Regions from separate parts of the Pan troglodytes genome. Here region 1 is linked to region 2. The links are chromatin contacts, called in public Hi-C maps. All regions are on one chromosome and are shown on one strand. The core of a region is the stretch at or near the end of the contact, and the rest is flanking DNA. Distances in the headings are between cores, read along the strand shown. Region 1 has its middle 420 kb from the start of FAT4. Region 2 holds the start of FAT4 (FAT atypical cadherin 4).

Region 1 (3,697 bases), core at 238-2,737, 420 kb before region 2:
GTTCATATACCTAAATGACCACTTGAGATCTCCATTTGAGTTTCTCACCAACGTCTCAAGCTCAACACGACTCAAAACTGCTTTCCTCCAGTGTATCCTTACTCAGTACTAAGCACTATTGCCCACACAACTGTTTAGTCCAATATTCTAGGCCATCCTTATTTCCTTTCTTTTCCTCATCTCATACACAATCTATTACTGGGTTCTATTGTTTATGCTTCCCTTATATTGCCTAAGTAAGTACAATTCATTCTTGTCTCATTTAAAAGCTACCACTGAAATTATTTCCTTCAAAAATATGCCAGGGTTTACTCTTTTATTTCTTAAATTTATTTCACATATTATTTTCAATACATTGCTTTTATGAAATACAAGCATAAGCTTCAAATTTATGCTATAAATTCTTTATTTTCTTCCCACTTCCCATGGAAACATGATCCAAAATGCTTAATATGGCCTACAATGACCTCCATGATCTGGCTTTGCCTAATGCTTCAGTCTCATTTCTGAACACTGCCCCCTGCAGTCTCTCAGCTTTAGTCATAATGCATAAAAATGCCAATTCATGTGCCCGAAATGTTCCCCACTCCCATCACCTAGGTTACCAGCATGCATTCTTCAGGGGTCACTGTAAACATCATCTCCTTAGAGAAGTCATGCTGATTTCCTCTTACATGCATTTCCACCAAGGTTTTAGGGCTTGAAAAATTTTTTAAACTTGTAATAATTGAGCATAATATAATTTCTCTTAATGCTTACCTTTTCCTTTTTACTACAAGTACCAGGAAGGCAAGAAATCATGCCAAGCATGGTCATCTCTGTGTCCCAAAATATCTGTCACAATGCCTAATATATAGTAAAGACTCATTCAATATTTGATAAGTGAGCTAACAAAAATAATCATTATTATGGCCAAGTTTGTGGTCCCCAAGCTGCTGTTTCAATTTTAAGAAGCCCATTCAAAATTCTTAGCTGCCAAGAGAAAACTTGAGTAATGTCTCTTTGCAAATCATTATATTCTTTCATTTCTCTCTGTGTTTAAAAGCTATTTCTTTATCCTAGAAAAAAAGTCATTAACAGTTCTGTAAATATCAGCTAAGAAAAAAGAAAATAATGTATCAAGAAAGTAAATTGAGGAAGATAAATCAAACATATCATGGAAAGAAAAAAGTATAAATTGTGATTTAAGAAAATGTATTGAAATTTGAATCTATGAAAAGTCTAAGAGAATAAATTTTCTATTGGAACAATAATGGAAATAACATCAGATTTACTAATTTTTTTAAAAAAGCAGTTAAAACCAGGCTCTTCTTGACTAGAGGGAGAAAATAAGCTGGTAAACAAACCTGAAGAAGTAACTTAGAAAGGTTTGTGTAATAGGAATGAAAATGATTTTTCACATGTCACAAGAAAGAAACATCCATTGGAATCCACTCTGAGGGTAATGAGCAGCTCGATTGGAATGTGAGCGGGAGGACGAGATGTCACAGAGCAACACTGAGAAGTACAGGCAGGCCTGGCCAGACAAATGCAGTGTTAAAAATCACACAGTGGCAGAGCTGATAAAAACACATGTGCTTTCTCACCTAGTACGTAAGACAGTAAATGCTGCCATTTAACTTCAAGTCTTACACTTGAAAACCCTGATATTGCAGATGTAACATAAATTAAGAGAAAAGGATGCGACTTTATTGGTTAAAAAAAAAGCAAATGCAAATTTAGAAAGCTCAGCATGTAGAAAATTGAAAACAGAGAAGGAAATTGTTTCTAGATAGTATTCTAATTCACAAGGTTTAATTTTCAACTGATAAAATATAGCACAGCCTTGACCCTGAAACATTTGATTTAACAAGCAAAGTGCTTTGGAGGAAAGCAATGTATTTTCATAGCTCTCATAGGGAGCAAGGCGATTAGCTCAGTTAGGTAAAATGTTATTGGTATTAATTAGTTTTTAATATTTCTCTTTATCACTAGGCTTTCTGAATGTTTTTAATTTGGCTCCCTAACTTTAAACCCTTTAATAACCTCTCACTGTGCAGGTGCAAAGCCCTGCCACGATCGGCTGATCTGCCTTCTACCTCCTGCTCTCTTTTTTCACCACTCCTGCCCTACCCCTCTGCTTCCTCCTCACTGTTCTCGGAGCTGTCTGTTGAACATATCAAGTATACTTTTATATCAGGGTTTTTCCCCTTATTCCCTCTAACATGGAGACTCTTCATATTTTCTGCACCATGGACCCTTCCTGGAAGGAGGTAAAGCAGATAGAGGTTTCTCAGAATGATGTTTCATAATGCATACAAAATCCACAGAATTACAAATGTAATCAATTCTATTGAAACAAAAGTATCAAAAAGATTTTAAAGCAAATTTTTATAGTAACATATATGCTTTTTAATTAATTCATCAAACTGAGATCTAGCAGCACATCTAAGAATAATCATAATGCCAAAATAGAGATGACAGTAAATGATATTTCAGGGTATCTTAACACTGTTATATAAAATACGATATCTGTAAATTAAGTACCAACATTACAGGTGCTGCTAGGACTCTTGTGGATTACTGATAAAATTCAAAATTGAAGGGAACACTAAATTTCACATACAGGTTATTGGGAGGAATATTTCCATATTTTTTTCCAAATCAAGTTCATAGGCTACCTGAATTCTAGGAGGGAGGCCAGACTGAAAACTCCTGCTTAATGAATCATCATTTTCCAAGATATCTATGTTACTCAGTTTTCACATTCTTCAATTATCTACCTACATGTCTCTTTATAATAAGGTTTTCTCTGAGCATCCTAGTAAAATAGCACCCTTTTGTTTGCAATTTTTTTTCTTTTAGACGGAGTGTCTCTCTGTCACCTAGGCTGCAGTGCAGTGGCACGATCACAGCTCACTGCAACCTCCACCTCCTGTCCTGGGTTCAAGCGATGCTCCTGCCTCAGCCTCTGGAGTAGCTGGGACTACAGGTGTGTGCCACCATGCCCAGCTAATTTTTTGTATTTTTAGTAGAGACAGGGTTTCACCATATTAGCCAGATGGTCTTCATCTCCTGACCTCGTGATCCGCCCGCCTCGGCCTCCCAAAGTGCTGGGATTAGAGATGTGAGCCACCGCGCCCGGCCATGTTTGCGATTTTATATCCTCATTATTTTATTTTTCTCCATAACCCTTATTGACCTACCATATATTTACTCACTTACATATTTCCTGTCTCCCTAATGTCATTTAAGTGCAAGAGTGGTTTTTTTTCTTTCAGTCACTGCCATATTTCCAGCACCTAGAAAAGTGCTTGGCACACAGTAACAGTAAGCCATCAATAGATATTTGTCCAATGCCTTGGATGAATATGATTGTTTAGCATGACTTACAAAACTTTTTAAGATCTCATTTCTGATTATTTTGCTAGTCTCACCTTCCCTCCTTGACTCACTGTGCCCCAGCCACTGTTGTCTTCTTTCTGCTTTTAGGAGGAGCAAATGCCATTCTGCCTCAAGACCCTAACCCAGGCATCTGAGTCTCTCCTGAGTGGTCTCCCTCCATTCCTTTTCAGCTCCACTTGACCTAGTGAACTCCGACTCATTCTGCAAGTCCCAGTACACCTTCTTTAACAGTCTGCATGAGGCAGACTCTCACAGTTCACTCTATATTTCTTCCATGACACTCTTCCCAAATGTAACTAAAGGATTACTTGTA
Region 2 (3,401 bases), core at 349-2,848:
GGCCGGGAAGTAGCGGAACTTCACTACCGGGTCATTGTCATTCACGTCCAGCAGCTGAATCAGCGCCTCGGCGCGCCCAGTGAGGGAAGGCACGCCTCTGTCCATCGCCTGCACCGTAAGCGAGTATTGGCGCCGAGCTTCGAAGTCCAGGGGCTCCCGCACCGTGATAAGTCCCGTCTCAGGGTCCATTTGGAAGGGGGTCCCCTCGTCCTGCAGGCGATAGCGGATGTCCGCGTTGGTGCCCTCGTCCGCGTCCGCCGCCGCCACCTGGAGGACGCTGGAGCCCACAACCGCGTCCTCAGGCACCCCCGCCTGGTAGTGAGAACTGCCAAAAACCGGGGGGTTGTCATTAATGTCTTGCACAGTCACGTTTACCTGAAGGTAGCCCCGCCGCTTAGGCTCACCCTTGTCCTCCACCTCAACCAGGAGCTGGTACTGTGGAGTGACCTCACGGTCCAGTCCGCCCTTGGACACCAGATGCAGGAACGCTCCCTCGCCGCTCGGGTTCAGGGTGATGTCCAGACGGAAGCGCCCCGCCTCATTGCCGCGGATGATGCGGTAGGAGCGGTGGTCCACACCGTTTGAGCCGATGTCCGAGTCGGTGGCGGTGTCTAAGATGACTTGGCGTCCGCTGCTACTGTCTTCCTTGAAAGTGACCACGATAGAGGGGTCCGGGAAAACGGGAGCGTTGTCATTGAGGTCCCGCACCAGCACTCGCACTTCGGTGGGGTAGGTGGGCGCGCTGGAAAGGACCACCAGGTTGATCACGTCGCTGGGCAGGCTCTCGCGGTCGATGGTGGAGGTGGTGTACAGGGCTCCGGTGCTACTGTTTATGGCAAACAGGGCGTGGCTTTCGCTGAGCCTGTAGGTGAAGCCCGGGCGCGTCTGGATGGTGCCTACCAGAGTGCCTGGAGGTTGCTCTTCCAGCACTTGGAACACCTGGCGTGGCTCGGCCCCGTGGACCCAGGCCTGCCCCGGAAGCAATGACAGTAGCCAAAACACTCGAAGGAGCTGAGATACTGATAGAGTGTGCAACGGGAGCCACGGGCGGCCAGTAGCCCTGTCTGGTGCTAAGTCCATGGTCCTGGCTCCCTAAAACGATGTGATAAAGAGAAGGAAGGGGTGAAGCAAACGCAATGATATTTACAGGGATTAAGGAGCGCCAGCAAAGATTCAGCTGACGGCTTGGTCTGAGACCTCTGCTATTTCAAAGAACCTCCAGTCCGGCAAAAGCAAGTAGCATCAGCAAAAGACTCTAGGTAGCCAGTTGAACGCGGAGTGCAAGAGAGATGCTGTGGCGAAAAGCGGCAGGGCATTCCGCGGGACACTCCTGTGAGCTGAGTTCCCAGAAAAGTTTCTCAAGCCTCTTATATATGCCCCCTTTTACTTTGTTTTTGAATCCAGATAGTCTGAGCGTTTTCACCCGGGTGGATGAGAGTTGGGAGAAGTTGCCTGTATCTAAGGTATATGAGGAATCATTGCAAAGAACGGTCTTCAGAAACTTTAGAACTTACCCGCAGCGAAGAACGTGAAGTGGGAGGAACAAACGTCCAAGCACAACTGCGCACCGGGGAAGGGGTGGTGGGGAACCGGGAGAATCGAATTCCTTTCCCAAAAGCTGGAGGCGATGGAATTCCTGGAGTCCCCACTCCTCAAAAGCCAGGCTGCAACGCCCCTCCAACAGGGCTCCGGCAGTGTCCGCTGAGGCCCAGGCGGCGGCGTCTGCGCGCAGGCAGTTCGGGAACTGCGTTCCAAGCCCTAGCGTTCGCGCTCTGGCTCCCGTACCCGGGAGCGCTCAACTCTGCCCCTTCCCCTCCTGCAGCCGCCGCCGCCGCCGCCCCTGCTGCGGCTTCAAGCCCGTGGTCCGGCACAAACAACAGCCAGGGCTCCTCGGCATTTTTCACCTCTGCCGGGGCGCCTGCCGACCCATTATTTGTACATCCAAATCGAACGCAGTTTCCCCTTTCTTCTCGGCCTCGCAGGGGTCGGGCAGAAACAGCGTGCGGTCCCCGAGTCGCCCTCCCCTCACCATGCCAGGGGGGTCGTTCTCCGGCGGCCCCAGTCAGAAGCCCACTCTAGCGCGCCTCGCCCCTGCCCTCGCTATCTCTGCTTTTATTGTCCCGTGTCAGTTTCACTTTGTAATCCACAAGGCTTTTTGTTTGGGGCGGGGGGTGGTTGGTGCCTCTCTCTCCTTCACCGTTGGCAGCGGAGGCGGCGAAGTCGGCGCTGGGCTGTAGTGACGCCCTCCGCAGCTCCGGACGGCGCCTGTCAGCGCTCTCCCTCTCGCCGGCCGGGGCCGAAGGTTGGACCGCGGTGGAGCTAGGGCTCCGCGAGCCCCTCTCCACCTCCCGCCTGGTCCCTCACACTCTCCCCGCCCCTTCCCCGCCGCACAGGCATGCACACACACACACATACACACGCACACACACACACACAGCGCGTCGCCGAAACACAGAGGGGGAGGGAAGACCGCGAGCTGGAGCAGCACTCAGAAACTTTGCTCGACACTCATTGATCCCCGCACTTTAGTTCGCCTGGACTCCCCCTAGCTCCCAGTCCTGTCACCTTCTGCCCCTCCCTCGCCCCAGCCCCATTGGGCCGGAGCTGAAGCAGCCCCGACCGGCACTCCTACCGCGAGCGCCCTCCGCCTTGCCTGGCCTCCGACTGGCTTCTCGGGATGCTAATCACTTCAGCCTCCCGGAGGGCTGTAGGCGGTCTGGTGTGGGAGCACAGCGAGGCGGAGGCGCTAAGAAGGGGGGTGATTTTTTTTCTTTTCTTTTTTTTTTTTTTTTTTTCCTTTTCGGCCAAATCTTGGCCGGCGTCAGAGCAATAACAGCAAAAGGCTGCCGCAGAATAGATGGGGGTGGGGTCAGGTTTGCAGATAAATAACTTTAGTGGCAGGGTCTGGGGGAAGACCGTTAGGTTGTTATGCTAGTAATAACTCAGGGGTAAGGGGGTCGAGAGAAATAAAAGAAAGGCGGGGGGTTGAGGGTCTGTTAAAGCGGGGAGGAAGGATTAAGCAAAGCCTGTCTGGGAATGCACAGTGCAGATTTGCTTTAACCATTTCCTGCCCCTTCTCTCTTTATGCAAGGGATAGAGCTGCCATACAGTGTGATCCCACAGAATCCAAATCAAATCCTCCCCTTTGCTCCTCTTTCTACACAGTGGGCTCCCTGCTGTCTAGGGCGAGCTAAACTCTAAATCTTCACTCACTTGCCCCTCTCCCCCACCTTCCAGGTGACTAGGGGGCAGGAGGCCTCCGTAGCAAGGGCACTTTGGACTTCCTACTATAGGAAAGGCCAGGGGAACTCAATGTTTGTTTTGTTTTCTTTCCCAACTGGATTCCAGGTGCCAGTAGCCCAAACCTTAGGGTTTCAACAACAATAATAATGGCAGCCCTT

Evidence for each region. A called contact is a pair of places that touch in the nucleus more often than the background predicts.
Region 1: a Hi-C map of stem cell-derived neural progenitor cells shows a contact between it and region 2, with 5 times the contacts expected there. The contact joins the enhancer-like site here to the promoter of FAT4 in region 2. A contact is called at or near these places in 2 of 7 Hi-C or Micro-C datasets (blood and stem cell-derived neural progenitor cells), 1 of 1 datasets of contacts at active chromatin or transcription factors (stem cell-derived excitatory neurons) and 1 of 1 other capture datasets (stem cell-derived neural stem cells).

Annotation. Positions count from the first base shown.
Region 1 is chr3:126,924,686-126,928,382 of NHGRI_mPanTro3-v2.0_pri, reverse strand. No RefSeq gene overlaps it. Among named protein-coding and RNA genes, the nearest start is that of FAT4, 420 kb to the right of the region's middle. Within about 2 kb of position 1,487, at least 6 of the 24 cell types and tissues checked have an H3K27ac peak or open chromatin away from gene starts, as enhancers often do. A contact at or near this core is called in stem cell-derived excitatory neurons and stem cell-derived neural progenitor cells, where this site is marked.
Region 2 is chr3:126,502,389-126,505,789 of NHGRI_mPanTro3-v2.0_pri, reverse strand. FAT4 (FAT atypical cadherin 4) reads right to left here and starts at 1,598. Exons shown (of 18, transcript XM_054683363.2): 1 at 1,515-1,598; 2 at 1-1,092. The coding sequence starts at 1,080.